Linked DNA regions of Anser cygnoides: region 1 is linked to region 2. Evidence: chromatin contacts called from public Hi-C data. All regions are on one chromosome and are shown on one strand. The core of a region is the stretch at or near the end of the contact, and the rest is flanking DNA. Distances in the headings are between cores, read along the strand shown.

The links. Hi-C and Micro-C count contacts between places; a contact is called where the count stands out from the background.
Region 1: a Hi-C map of liver shows a contact between it and region 2, with 10 times the contacts expected there. The contact joins two enhancer-like sites. A contact is called at or near these places in 2 of 7 Hi-C or Micro-C datasets (both in liver).

The regions. Positions count from the first base shown.
Region 1 is chr4:76,894,319-76,901,684 of Taihu_goose_T2T_genome, reverse strand. LOC106038676 (a long non-coding RNA gene) reads left to right here. Exons shown (of 3, transcript XR_001208765.3): 1 at 1-596; 2 at 2,153-2,391; 3 at 2,555-2,792. Among named protein-coding and RNA genes, the nearest start is that of PITX2, 38 kb to the left of the region's middle. Within about 2 kb of position 3,359, at least 2 of the 3 cell types and tissues checked have open chromatin away from gene starts, as enhancers often do. A contact at or near this core is called in liver, where this site is marked.
Region 2 is chr4:76,065,817-76,072,662 of Taihu_goose_T2T_genome, reverse strand. No RefSeq gene overlaps it. Among named protein-coding and RNA genes, the nearest start is that of OSTC, 19 kb to the right of the region's middle. Within about 2 kb of position 2,657, at least 2 of the 3 cell types and tissues checked have open chromatin away from gene starts, as enhancers often do. A contact at or near this core is called in liver, where this site is marked.

The DNA.
Region 1 (7,366 bases), core at 2,110-4,609, 830 kb before region 2:
TGCAGCACAACTGTAATAAAGCAAGGATTTGGAAAAGGCCGCCGGCGCTCCCAGGACCACATTGGGGAAAGGCCGCCTGGTGGGAGAGGTAGGCCTGTGGGATATGAGAGGGCGGACACGTTAAGAGTGTTGGCAGCCTCGTGCTTCGTGCTTGCTTTTCTGTCAGGGCAAACTCGACACCCCTCCTTTAGGATGAGTTGTTCAGCACAACTCATCTCCAAAATCCCTCCTTGAGCAGAGTGAGGGGCCCTTCTCCTTCAGTGCCCCGAGGCACCATGGCGAGGCCCTGCCAGCTGCCTGGCGCTGCTGGGAATGGGTGAATGATGGCTGGGGGCTCTGCCCCCGCTGGGTCCTGGTCTCCCAGCCTCTCTCTTGCTCTTCACCCTCCCCTTTATGACAGCACAGAAGTCTCACAGTTGCCAGGGCTGCAAACGTGGTGGTGAACATGGGTCCCTTTTCTGACAGCAAAGCTCAGCTCACCTGAACGGCTCTTCAGAGGTCAAAGCAGACTCATACTTGTGGGAGAACAGCCATGGACAGTGATGGTTGAGCTGTTCTTCTGTAAATGACATAATGACTTAAAGGCAGGTGGTAAGGTTTGTTAAATAAATATTTCTTAACTTCTTTTCAGCGAGGAATGAAAGAACATATCAATCTTAAAAGCAATGGATTAAAAAAGACAAACACAAACCTGTTTTGGAAATACTGAGCTCAGACTGAAAGCGCTTTGTTGCAGGCTACTGTCAGCCGGGTGGCGTGGTCCTGGACAGATGTCCTCTGGGGGAGGATGCGGCTCCTCAGCCCAGGCTCTGCCACGCCAGAGGCTGTTCCTGAAGGCAGCACGGCTCCTGCTGCAGCCCCACCACTGAGTACAGTGGGTTATCCAGTCAGATCATCGGCAGGTGCTTTTTTTTTCCAGAGCTCCCTGAAACACACACGTGTGTACGTTCGTAAAGAAAGTCAAGCTTGCGAGGAGATGTAATATCTTTTTAAGGAATCAGGTGGTATAAGTGGAAGGAGCTAGCAAATACCTGGCACAGAATGGTCTGAGTTTATGTGCGTTTCTGATCGCTGCAAATGACACGTGCCTGATTTTGCTAAAAAACTTTCTTTGGCTGCAAACAACTCCTTGAGGTAAAAACCATCACTCTCAAGCTCAATTTGCTTGCTGAGCCCAGGCGTGCAAGCCAGTTCTTTACAACTGTCTGAGGTTCTGAGTGTTTGGCTTCCTGGTCCTTTATAGTAGTGCCCAGCATTTTTTGAAACATAACTTGCATTTCCAACAGTTTCTAAGGACTTGAATGGCTAAACAAAATTTTCAAAAGCAACATAGAACCTTATCTTATAGGGGTTTTATTTTTTGTTGTTCATTTGTTTGACTTGCATGATTACAAATTTTAGCTTAATGATTGGCATTTATTCTCGGTTAAGTAGTCTTACCTGGTGTTACTTAGACGTGCCTGCATACCTGACTGGTGTTATTCCTAAGATCCTTAAGACAACTTTGTTTTCTTAAGATGTATTTCAAACAGTTAAGCACGCTGTGTTAAAGCCGGTATAATTAAATGCAATGACTGCTAACCGTCACTAGAGGATGCTCTTAATACACTGCGGAGAAATAAAAATAGGAAAATCTTTTCACTGCATGTTCTCGTCTTCGACAAAGGAGTATGGTTTTTGTTGTCGTTGCTGTTGTTTTTCTTTTACGAGGCGGAAAAAAGTTCATTTCTATCTCCATGATGCTTCTGCATGAATATCCTATTTATTTCCATCCTTTTAACCATAAACTCATTCTAGCTATTACAACCCCGTGAGATTAGAAAATGCACAGACAAACCACATTTCCCAGATCACCATATTCATTTTTTCTGGTGCACACAGAAAATAGATTATAATTTTCGAGTTGCCTGTTAAGATGTATTTGAGCAATAGCTCCTAATTATAGTAGTAAACATTTTAATATTTTACCTTTACTTTACTTTTTACTACATTTACTTTTTACTTTCCTACAAGTTTATGTTTTACTTTGATATATGTTTGGGGGGGCAATACCTTTCCCATAGCAAAAACTTAATGCCGTTATTTCTCTAACATGTTTTCTGATGCTTACTCTTTTCTGTCCTAATCTCCCCATCTGATTTGTCTTTGATAGGTTGCATTCATCTCCTATGTAAGGAACTACATCTAAAACAATTTTTAAAATATTTCAGGAACTCTTCAATAACTTGTGCAGAGCTGTTAACGTCAAAAATAGGCATGGTTAAACAAACAACACCCAGGATAGGACGTGTGTCACCAGGACATGTCTGTCAAACTACTTTGTCAACTTAAATGCCTCTCTGGTCCCAAGTCCTGCACATTGTTTCCGTGTTCACTTGGACAGCCCGGAAGGTACTCCAGAAATGTTTTGTTTTTATTTTTTTCCCGAGTGAAATCACCCATCCATCAGATCAGATTGTTTTGGACTGATGTTGTGTTCTCCAGCCTTTCAAAATGCACAGATGACCAAACGTTTCTCTCCTTGCTCTCTTCTCTTTTAATCATGCCTCTACAGATGTGGCCGTGGGTAGCAGTCTGTCCAGCGTGTGGAGCAATTGGAGCAGGAGGCACCAGCTCTGCTCTGGAAGCCGCATTGGCTTGTTAGCATAGCGTGCTCACATGAACAACGTCCTTCATCCTAGCCCTGACTTTTCTGGCCAGGCTGCTCCGATGCCAACTACGACATGCTGTTTGGCTGCCTAACTGATTTCCCTCTCCTGCAATCTGATCTTTGCCATGGCTGACCTTCTCCTAGGTTGTGTTGTTCCAATGCAAATTGCATGTTGTTGGCTCTGCTGGCTGTTCCGTGTTTGTAATAAAGCAGTGACTGACAGTGTTCATGAAAACCTGCCCCTGCTTGCATCAGCCTTTCTCAAATTGCGCAATTGTGTGCTTCTGTTTTGTGGCTAGGGCGATACCTGAGGGTGTAGTTTGCTCTGGTTCACCTCCCAGTTTGTGTTGGTTCACTTTCCTGCCTGGAGCTTGTCTTTCCTCCCTTGCAGTCTGGCTGGGAAGCTCGGCAGCCCGCGTGTGAAGCCAGCAGTTGTGTTATTTTGGGGCACTCGCTAGGGGAGCACATTTTTGTTTGTTTGTTTTTCTCCTGAACTAGGGAGGAGAGGAGCGAGCCTGTGCGGCTTGAATGGAGCTTTGTTTTGGGCAGGGGAAATGAAAAGCTGAAATCTTGCCTAGCCTGACACAGAACTGTGCCCTTCCACAGGGCTCAGCCTTTTGGTTTGGGGTCCTTGAAGTGGTAAAGTACAAGAAGGGCTGCCTTTACCAGAGCGCCAGAGCAGAGGAACGCCCCTTACGTGCAGCGGTCGGAGACCTTGTGCGGGAGGTGGAAGACTTGGTGAATTATTGTTTCTGCTGGAGAGAATTTCAAACCGCATGCCTTCCCTTTCGGGCTGTTGCTCAAACCGCTGTACTCTACAACTCTGATCCTATGCGTTTGTATTTGCTTAGGGCCTGTTAATGCAGGTCTGAGCTTATTAGCAGTCTCTGTTGAGGACATCCATCTGTACTTAAAGTAATAATAAAATACAGCAGTCTGGCATTCCTGTGTTTTCAGATACTCATGTGAAGGACCAAACTAGAAAGCTACTCATTTGCTTTTAGTCCTGACTATTATTTAAGTACCACGTGGGAATTTGAACGACCAGGCCTGGTATATTGTCACGTGGAAGAATTCTCTTGCATTTCTGTGGAGGAGATGGAACCGAGCCTTGATCTGCTTGCTTTCTTTGTAAGTGCTCCAGCCTGAGAAAAAGGGAGCTGGTGACTTTTCATCAGTGATTTTGTAGCTTCAGGTCCGCAGTGTTTTCTCCATCTGAACTTGCTTAACGAACCTGGGTGGGCCATAATTTCAGTTTGCTGAAAGAGAGCATTTGCTAAAATAAATGAATCAAATCTGTTTTTGGCTGCCCACCAGACACCTGCAAAATCTGCCTCCTAGACTGCCACAGCAACTATTTTGGCTCATAAGAACTTGATCTGCGGCATTAACAACTTCTTGCCATAATGTCCTGCAACTTTTTCTCTGGCTATAGCTACAGTGACTATCCTCTGGAGAGTGTCCTGCAGTTGTTTTGTTTCAGGCTCCCTCTTTGCAAAAGACATGAAAATACCCTGAAGTTGCAGACCTGCTACAGGTGTGAGATCTGTAGCTCTGTGGCATGCGGCTCCTGGCTGGACTGGCTTCTTCACCAAGCTGTTTGAATGAATTTGACAGCAGACAATGCAGAATGGGAAAGCTGCTGTGGCAGGACCTCATGATATGCAACTGGCTTTGCACTCCCTGGAAGAAAATGTATCTGTGACTAGACTCTAGTTCACTGCAAGTTGTTTAAAAAAATTCAGAAGTGCTGGAAAGGATATTTAGAGGTCACCTGGCCATTTCATCCATCTCCAAAGAAAAGTTAGCATTGATAATTTAAGCTAAAGCAAAGGTTGTACAGTGGATATCGCACATACAACTCCACCATCTACTTAAAATTAAGGTTTAATTCTTATTAAAAATAAGAATCTTGTATCCCCAGCCTCCCTTTCGTAGAGTTAGACTCCAGTGCTCTCTCATGCCTGGATCTCTTCCTTTCCCTGTCTGCCTGCTTCTTGAGACCACCTGTACACATTGCTTCAGCGTCATTAAACCACCAGCAAACAGACAAATCCCTGGACATCAGTGTGTGAAGAACAGAGGGTTGATATTGAAAGGATTTCCGTATGTGAGAGATTACTGAAACAGCTAGTGAGTGCTACTTAAGAGCAAGGTCTCTCAGATACTGTGCCATGGTCGTGTTTCTCAGGATTTGTTCTTCACTCGCAGCTCTTTAGAATATACTCTGTGAAGCCAGAACCTCTCAGATTTATCTGAACCTAATACAATTCAGGTGCTTTGATAAATAGATTTATTTTTTTTTCCAGAATGTACCTTGGAAATGCTCAGACACCTGGGCAGCCGTATGAGTCACTGCGGTACCTGTGAGCTGGAGAACACCTTAGTCTCATCTGGCTGTATGCTCCTGTACCAGTTTTCCACATACAGGCATACATTTAGGTGCTGTAAATGTGGGTGTGAAGTTGGAATACCTCCAGGTCAACTGCCTAAACACTAGGGAAAGCAAACACAGCCTTGTTTGACTAACTTTCATAATTGGATATGTATAACACAAGATGAAGTCTTAACCTGACAGCATAGTATTGCTGCTGATAGCAATGGGATGAGGCCCCGTGCTTCTGATCCCACTTGGCTGGGCTCTTCCGTGCCCTCTACAAGCTACTTTTCACCGTGAGCCCCCCAGACTGCTGGAAGATGCCATTACCCAACATGATGGTAGCTAGGAGATGGCACTGGTCATTGCAGGATGACGGGAGGGCTACTTCCTAATCCTGTCCTCTTTCAACAGAGAGACATACTGTAGGTGTATGGTGGGTTTTATGTATGCATACTGTGTAGTGATCTTAACTGCTGTTTTAGAACCTGACTCAGCTGGGGAGTTGTAAACCCCTTTGCATTTGCATTGGTGCTATTCATTTTTTGTGTTCTTCTGTGCAATAATGTGATGTTTTCAGTCCTTTCTTTACCTGAATCATCAAGATAAAGCATTTTCGTGTACCTATCAAATTTACAGCCTCCCGGGGCACACAGGCTCAGGCTCTATAGGACACACAGCTGTGGCTGGTATGAAAAAGATTTGTAGGGCTGGTGTAAGGCAACACTACAACAGTCACAAATGGCCCCTCTTTAAGTCCACCACACTGCACTTTGGTTACTCAAAGCGTTTCTTTACCTCTTTGCGTGCAATAGCCTTTGCTCCGGTACAACAGCAGCAGCAGAGCCTCCAAAGCTGTGCGGGTCTGAGGGGCCAGCCAGTTCTGCACTCCTTCACTTGGCTTTATCAGTGGAAATTCCTTCCTCGCTGATCGAATGACCAAGGCAAAATTATCTCTTTTTAAAACAGTTCACATTTCTTTGGATTCAGTTTCAAATTGGCATTCTTAAGCTTATCACAGACCATTTGTAAATGCACTAGTTCCTGACCGAAAGATTTAGCATGTACCAGATTTGTTATCCGTCTAGGACAAACAGTCTGAAAGAGGCACATGCCATACAGTACATTCTCCATGAACTGTTTAGGGTAGCAAGAGCACTGCATAATCTAGAGAACATTATTTAAAATTGACAGAACCTTTATCGTGCTATAAAAGCAGCCTTCTTCTGGGGCTTTTCGGTTTACTTCCACGTTCACCCACCTACTTAAGATCAATGCAGACATCCAACAAACCTTTCTGTAACATCAGAAGTACCCAAGCACTGGCCAAATGTCTCTCTGATCAAATACCACTCAGGCACAAAAGCTGCACGTGGTCCTCCTGTCTTCCTGAGTGGGGCAGGACTGCAATGACAGGAGGCAATTTCTTGGTTCACTACTTTAAATCCCTTTCTCTCCTCCATGCACGCAGGGTCATGCGCCCAGTTCTTGCTCAGGCTTGTGCTTGGCTTCCTGCTCTCTCTTTGCCTTAGTGGTATTTTTCTGTTGTCTCTCTCTGATTGACCTTTTTGGTTTTTTTCCACGACAGCAGTGCACGGTACTACCGATATGTGCCTTGTCTTGAATAGTGCTGTGTCTGTGGGTTTGGGATGAAGGCTGATTTTGTCAGAGCTTTCGAGCACCGCAGCAAATCTTCGTGCCTTCTTGTGCTTTCCCTGATGAAAGCCTACCACTGTAGCTAACAAGGTAGACAAGTTTGAGCCCACTCCACGGTAGCAGCACCTACGTATTACAAAGGTTAGAAATCTCTCAAACTAACTGCTTAATCTTAGCCCATTCACACATTTCTTCCTACAGCAAATTGAGACAGAAGCATAGGAACAGTTAAAGAATCAGTTCTTTCTGCCAGATTTCAGTGCCTTCTCTTAAAGGGAAGACTGCTGAGCTAGCTCCTTGAGCATCTTTGTGTCAGTTCTGCATCGTTCCACATGGTGGTCAGCAGGAGTTAAATACCTGTCACTAAAACAAACAGCACCTGCAGCCCAAGCGAAATTCTGTGCGCTGACCGTACGTACTACTGCCCAGTCACAGCACTACAGCGTGCTGACAGCATTACAGCGTGGGGTGGCCAAACCAGTCTGTGACCTTGACACCAAGAGAGGTGTTACTCGTTTTCTGGGCTTCCAATTCACTCCCTGAAAATGGAGAATGATGGAGGCGAACCCATACATCTCCTCCCGAGCAGGCAGCTGAACAAGGCCGGTCCCATGGCCTGATCTGCTGGTGGTTTTGCTTCACTCTCTCTGTCCTCTGTGTATCAATCTGAAAATAAGAAAACC
Region 2 (6,846 bases), core at 1,408-3,907:
CATGCAAGGATGCAGAAGAAATGCTATATATCATTTGGATTCCCTACATTCCCTACCGGACAAACACACACCCCTCTTTTTTTTTTCTTTTTTTTTCTTTTTTTTTCTTTTTTTCCAAGCATATATTATACAGCTAGCAACATCTGAAACAAATGGTCTATAACAAGTGACTTTGCTTGTTTCTCGCCTCCCTGATTCAGATTTTCTTGACCCTCCTTGGGACTGCAAAGTATCTGGGACATGTGCCCTTCAGGAGAAACAAGCTTTTGACCCTGCGCATTCATTTGCATGAATTTCATGGAATCTGTAATCACAAAAGCTGGCTCTTTTCCCAGTTTATGTATAATTTGGACTAATCATAGGGCAGAGGGAACAGTGGTTAACAGAAACAACCTTTAGAGGTGAGAGCATGACTTAGTCTTTAAGAACAACAGAATCCCCATAAATTATCATTTAGTTGGTTTGTTGCATTTAGCTCTTGTAGTCTTTTTTTGGTTTGTTTGATGTTTAATTTCTTACTGAACCTTGAGAGACCGGGTAGGACATATGACATCAACCATAAGCAATCATTTCTTTGTTGTTAGTTACTATTAACACTGCCAGATAGCTATTCAATAATGATAAAAAAAAAAAAAAGGCAAAGGTACTCAATAAATACTCTAACTGCACTTAAAGGGTCTCCTTTTTGTGTCTGTGTTTACTGAAAAAATTAATAAGATGTGTGGAAAAGCTTGGCATTACTGTGGAGCAGAGATGTAAATACATAAATGAATCATAGTTCAGTTTCTATCAGGGCATGTTTTGTGTTGACTGCTCAGCTCGATGCTAGATCTTCCCTATTTTTGTCAGACCCCGGGACTACCCAGCCACAATTTTTCATTCTGATCTCTTCCCCTTCCCCTCCTCTTTCTAAATAAATGTCTCAATGCAGACTTTGTTACAGTGGGTCCTGAGGTAGAGAATTTCCCTCTGCTGATATTGAACTCATCTTTCCAACTCCAGCTTCCAAACACCAACATCTATCTAGCTGCTCAATGCTGTATTTACTGCAACCAATGTTAACTGTAATTCCTTTCTCAGTTGTGTCTCCAGCCTAACTCCCTTTACTGCACAGCTTTTAAAAATAAATAATCTTATTGTTTAGCTAGAGGTTGTAAGCATGTTGTTGGCCTGAATTTATTCCTAAAACCAGGTAATACTAACTGATGAGCATGATCAGTGTTTTGGTCACAGGTAACTAAATACAAGTAAGGGAAAATTACACTTTTAGAGGTCGGCACGGCATACTCACACAAATATCATGGCTTATTACATTATATCGCTTGCACAGCATGTCTACTGGAAGTAGTAGTTCAGTACTGTTTGCATGGGATTAGTTTGGAAGTTCGGTACATGGAGATAATCAAACTTTAAAGAACTTTAAAGGAGAGTTACTACAATTTGGTTCGTGTTATCTAAAATAGCCTGGTTTTAAGGCAGGGAAGGTTCATTCACTCTTCATTCAGAATCCTAACAGGTCTCCTGCAATAATATCCAGGAATTTTCCCCCATACATATAAACACATTGATAGCAGCAGGACACTGCACTATTTCCACGTACTAGGAATGTACTTATCAGGGAGTAAAAGTCCATGACTTGTCTGAAAAAAATCAAATGAATAGCTCCACACAGTATCAGGCACAAGTACATCATGGCCCTTATACATGGAAGAAAAAATATTAATAATAAATAAATAAAAGGAAAAAACAGTTTCTGATTTCTGTTTCTGATCACAAGAGTACCAAAAACATGCAACTGGTTTTAGATTGATGGAGGCACATAAAGGTCGAGACACGGTCAGACAGGGTAGGTACAAAACTCCTGTTTTTTGTGGGAGTCTTTGAATGCGATCCCCACCCCTCTGTCTGCTTTATTCTGAATTACTAGGCTGCAATTACACTGGGGATGTTTGGCAATTACATTTTGTTTCAGAAATGGTTCTGTCAAACCAAACACACTTGTTTGAACTGTCAGTTTCAACGTTTTTGACTGGGTTTTGCAAGTCCTGTGTACGTAAGAGAGGAAAACTTAAATACAGAGAGTGACCTTTTCACTCTGCAAGCAGAGGTTTCAAAAAGTTGTGTCTGATCAGAGATTTCAGAAGGTTTCAAAAGTTTTGAAAGCCTTGCAGGTATTTGTAAAACAACCTGTTTTTTTTATGGCTTGTTCCAATGTTGACATGCACCGAGAGGCAGAACAGGACCTGGCACCCCAACTCATCCAGCACGCCACGCTGACTCAGAAGCGTGGCTGAGACTAACCGGACTCTGGCTCACACAGACTAACAGTTGATGGTGTCTTTTGACCAACCTCCTTACTTTGGCTTCTTCTCTTTTCTTGTCAAAAGTAAACCGAGACTTTCTATCTAACCTTCTTAAGTGCTGTTACTCTTTATGCCTACATTATTTATTTCCAACACAATTTCTTAAAGAGGCATAAATCTCGCACCCACAACCTTTGTTCTTTGGTTGTACCAGACAACAGCATCCAGCACTCTGTCATTGATGCAGTACTAGAGGAGATACACGTGAATCACAGTTGGTACCAAGGGGATTTCACTTGGAATGAACTACGTTCTACTTAGAGCTCTTCTTAAAAGCAAAGAAGAGGGACTGAAAACAGTCCCTCAAAGAGTTGGTTTCTGGCATACTGCAAATAAAAAGTGCAGTAGTTTACCAAAAAGGATGCTCAAATGGGATCAGACTGTGTCAGGCAGAAAGCTTTACCATTTCCATACTCAGTTTTACCTGAATGTAAACTGCCTGATAGAACCTCAGAGACCACAAAATGCTGTTATCCAAAGTGAAGCTCTCCCAAAATGCTCCTGCAGGTTCCAGAGTCTGTCCTGCTGCCAATTTAATTTAAATTCAATGCATTATCTTAATTTAAAAGTATCTCCCAGCCTCAGAGAAGAGTTTGGAGCCAGCTGACCTCCCTCTCAGCATATGTAAGTGATAATGGCAGGTGAACATATACTATACAGTAGCTTCATATTTCTGCCATTAGGATCCATGTCACTTTCTATTTTTGCGAGCTGACTGAGTGTTTACTAGGCTACGCTTCATCCCCCTCTTTTCCCTGTACAGTAACCTTGTAACCCAAGCTGCTGGTGACAGTATTGGGTTTGCGGTTCTCTGACCTTTTGTCCCTCCACTTGAAATTGGCTGGTTTTATCCTGCGATGGCTCCCGATTCAGTTACACTGATAAGCTTTCATGACATGCCTTGTGAACTTCCCAGCTGAAACAGGAAAGGATCATGGCTTACCTCAATTTGAACAGGAGCAATTCGAAGTCAGGTCCCTGTTGGGCTGAGATGGTGCTGGATCTTTCTGAAATCGTCGAGGATGCACATTGGGCCATAAAGGGACTTGCCATTTAAGCCTTCAGGTGACTGACCTACAAGGGACCCAGAGACTGAATTTGTACCTGAAGAGTACAATTCTCATTACAGGCCCTTTCTCCAGTCTTTATTCAGGCAAAATACTTAGTGAACTTGTAAGATACTTTGCCGAGTAAAGACAAAAGGATCAAGCCACTTGTTGAACCCATTACATGTATTTAACAAGAAAAAGCAATTCCTTACCCAAATATGTATCCCTTACCCATACATCGTCCACCCACCCCAAAAAGATTTCCAGAGAAGGAACCACATGGCAAATGGGAAGAATCTGAATGGCTTTGTTGTTCCCATATGGATGGTCTCCATAGGAGCTTTACCTGAGTGCCAACCCCGAGATCAAACGGGAATCAAAGCACTGACTGCCGGTGCTCAGTGGCCTGGTTCATGGAATAAAAGGACTTGGTGCCAGCTGGACTTTTGTTGCCATTTGTTACTAAGGTGCTGGGCTTTTTAATTTATTTCAAATCTCCACACTTTGCTTTCCCTCCACCTCCAAAACACATTCAATTATTCAATGCAACAGAAACCTCAGAAGACATGATCTGCTAAGAAGCAAAACAGACTTATTTTCTTTCAGGTATTTTGATGAGTTGCTAATACTTTTCCCAAGTAACACCGTATACTTTTAACCATTAGACTTCTTTTTTTTTTTTTTTTTTTTTTTTATTCAGCCGTTCTTTGAAGAATTGTCATAAATCTCCATCCTTTCCATGGACACTTAAAGTACAACCAACTGCTACTTTCTCTACATGCCATAGTCATATTTCACAGCACATTGCTTAGTTATTTTAATGTGGATGCACAGACGGGGGGTTTGTACTCATTCGCTGAGAAGATTTGTTTGCTTTGAGAGATTCATGAGAATAACTGCTGACCATTCTTGTTCCTCCAGGGACCAAAATATGCCGTCTTTCCCAAATTGCTGCAGAGGAAGCACATTGACAAGACCTTGCTGATTTATGCTAGCCTTCCAGCTGAGCAGCCAGGATTGCTGTAAGAAGTAACAGACCTTTACATTGAATCTTGGTTTGTCTGCCTGACCTGCCAGTTAACTAGTGGTTAACAGTTAATGCATTTCCCAACAGTGTCCTGTGATAAAGGAACGTGCTCGTGGTTTCATAATGCATATTTCACTGCAGGTACCGTCTCCGTCAGTTAAAAGGCTATCTTTCCCTATTCACAACAGGGTTATAAAGCTCCACTGATTTTCATGCTTTAGAAAACAGTAGCTAATATATTGTACAAATCTCAAGCCTTTTACCCACGCATAGAGCTCAAAGTATCACCCTTGATAAGGACTAGAAATGCTGGCCTGGCTCTTACATGTCCGATAAGTGTGCACAAAACAGCTGAGTGAATTAAGAAACCAAGGGCAAAAGGCAAAGATCACACAGGGGATTAACGTAGACAATGATCCTCCCTAAAACATGCTATTTGATAATTTCGTTTTGAAAAGGGAAGATGACTTTGAAGCCCTAGCAGTATTTTCCATAGAGCTGAAAAGTAGGGATGACAGATGTCCCACCAGCTCACTATCTACTGCCACAGCAAATATAGTTTTCTTGTCACCACCTACAAATCCCAGGATGTGACTGTCTTTCTTTCCTCCCTCCCTCCCATTTATCCCTCTATGTCTAACTCCACATTTCCTCACCCCACCTGCTCTGCCAGAGCTCCCAGCTCATCTGCCTGCTTGTCAGCTTCCCTCGCAAGCACTGCCTCAGAGTCCCTTACGAGCACTAAATGTTTCCTGAGCTCAGCTGCAAAGTCCCTGTCCTCATTTTAAAGGCTCGTTGCTGTCATGCCACTAACTACAAGGAATTGAACATGCCTCATCTTGTTATAATATAAAAGAAGGAAAGAAGGAATTTCTCAGGTAAATCCCAAGATGAATGATGTTGCTGGGAAAACTCACATTTGGTTAGGATTTCACTCACACACATTGCTGATTTTTATTGGCATCAGAGGGAATCTGCGTAAGGATCTAAATTCTCTTGCCAAGCTCAGAACAGGGTAGGGAGGTAACAACAAGAACAAAGGGAAGCTCATAAGTAAATAAAAAATAAAAAAGAAGAAGAAATTTTATATAACACTGACAAAGGTCATTCTGTGAATGGTCACCATTTTTTTGGTATTGGACCTAAATTTTGGATCTTCTGTCTGGGTGAACTTTTCGTACAGGGACATTTCATCTGGCCTGCAAAGATTCTCCAGACTCCAGCAATGGTGTCCTTTCCCCATCAGGGCCCTCAAGGCCTAAAGTCACAATTTCCCAAGCTTCCTACACGATTCATACATGCGCTGGCCAGAGCTCCACCTTCCTCCTTCCTTCCACCCGGATTTCCAAAAGGACATTCTCAATCTCACCTGCTTTATTTCACGAGTGAAATACGAAGGCCAGCTCTGCACAGTGCAATAAAGGCTGAGGTGTTACTAAATGCCTTATATTCAGACCTTGAAGCAGCACACCATGGCGAACGTCAGCACCTGAGCTAACACCACGAAAACGTCTTCTCCTGCACAGCACGAAGCGAATGCAGCCGAGAGCAGAACCCCAGCAGTACCCCTGCATAGCCCTGCCCTGTGCCACATGCAGAACCAAATTCGGGTCAGCCCGCAGCTGGCAGCTCTGCACCATGTGAGACATACCTATCATTGCTGCTCCACGGGTCTGAAACACAAGTGCAGGGCTCCATCTCAGCTGCCTAGCTGCACCATGCGAGACATACCTATCGTTGCTGCTCCAGGGGTCCGAAACACGAGTGAGGGGCTCCATCTCAGCTGCCTAACCCCCTCCCGAGAGTCTTTCGTATCTTCCACAGCAGTACAGGATGCACTTCTCTTCAAGCATCACCTCTAGTTATTGACTCTCCTTGCTGAAAAGAACTTTCTTTTTAAGGAGCAGAAGGTAAATACCTCTGCCTCCTCCTGCCCTTCCCCTGGGGTTTTATCATTCTCCGGTCTTCTGTGTTAGTTACAGCAGATAAGACTGATTTAGCCACTCAGCAAAATGTTTTGCTCATGAAGCTACAGTTCTGCTTTTGTCCTATACTGGAAGTGGTGATATCTCTATTGGAGTTAGGGGAAAAACGTGGTCTAGGGTCTGAAATGGCTGACTACGTATTTCACTAATTAGGCTAAGTGCATCTGTCTTCCTGCAGATTTGTAATCCTTTTAGGACCAAATTAACCCTTTGCACCTACAGTATCAACAGGCACACAGACCAATGGTATATACAGATGCTATTCAAAATAACCCCCAGTCTCTGCTATCCCAGTGGTCACTCCTGACTTTTACTTAGGGTGAACTGAAATCACATGAAAGACCTTGGGCCAAGATAGTGCACTTCCCACATCTTTCCTTTCATCAGCAAAGAAGTAGTGCATTATTAATAAGAAAAGTCAA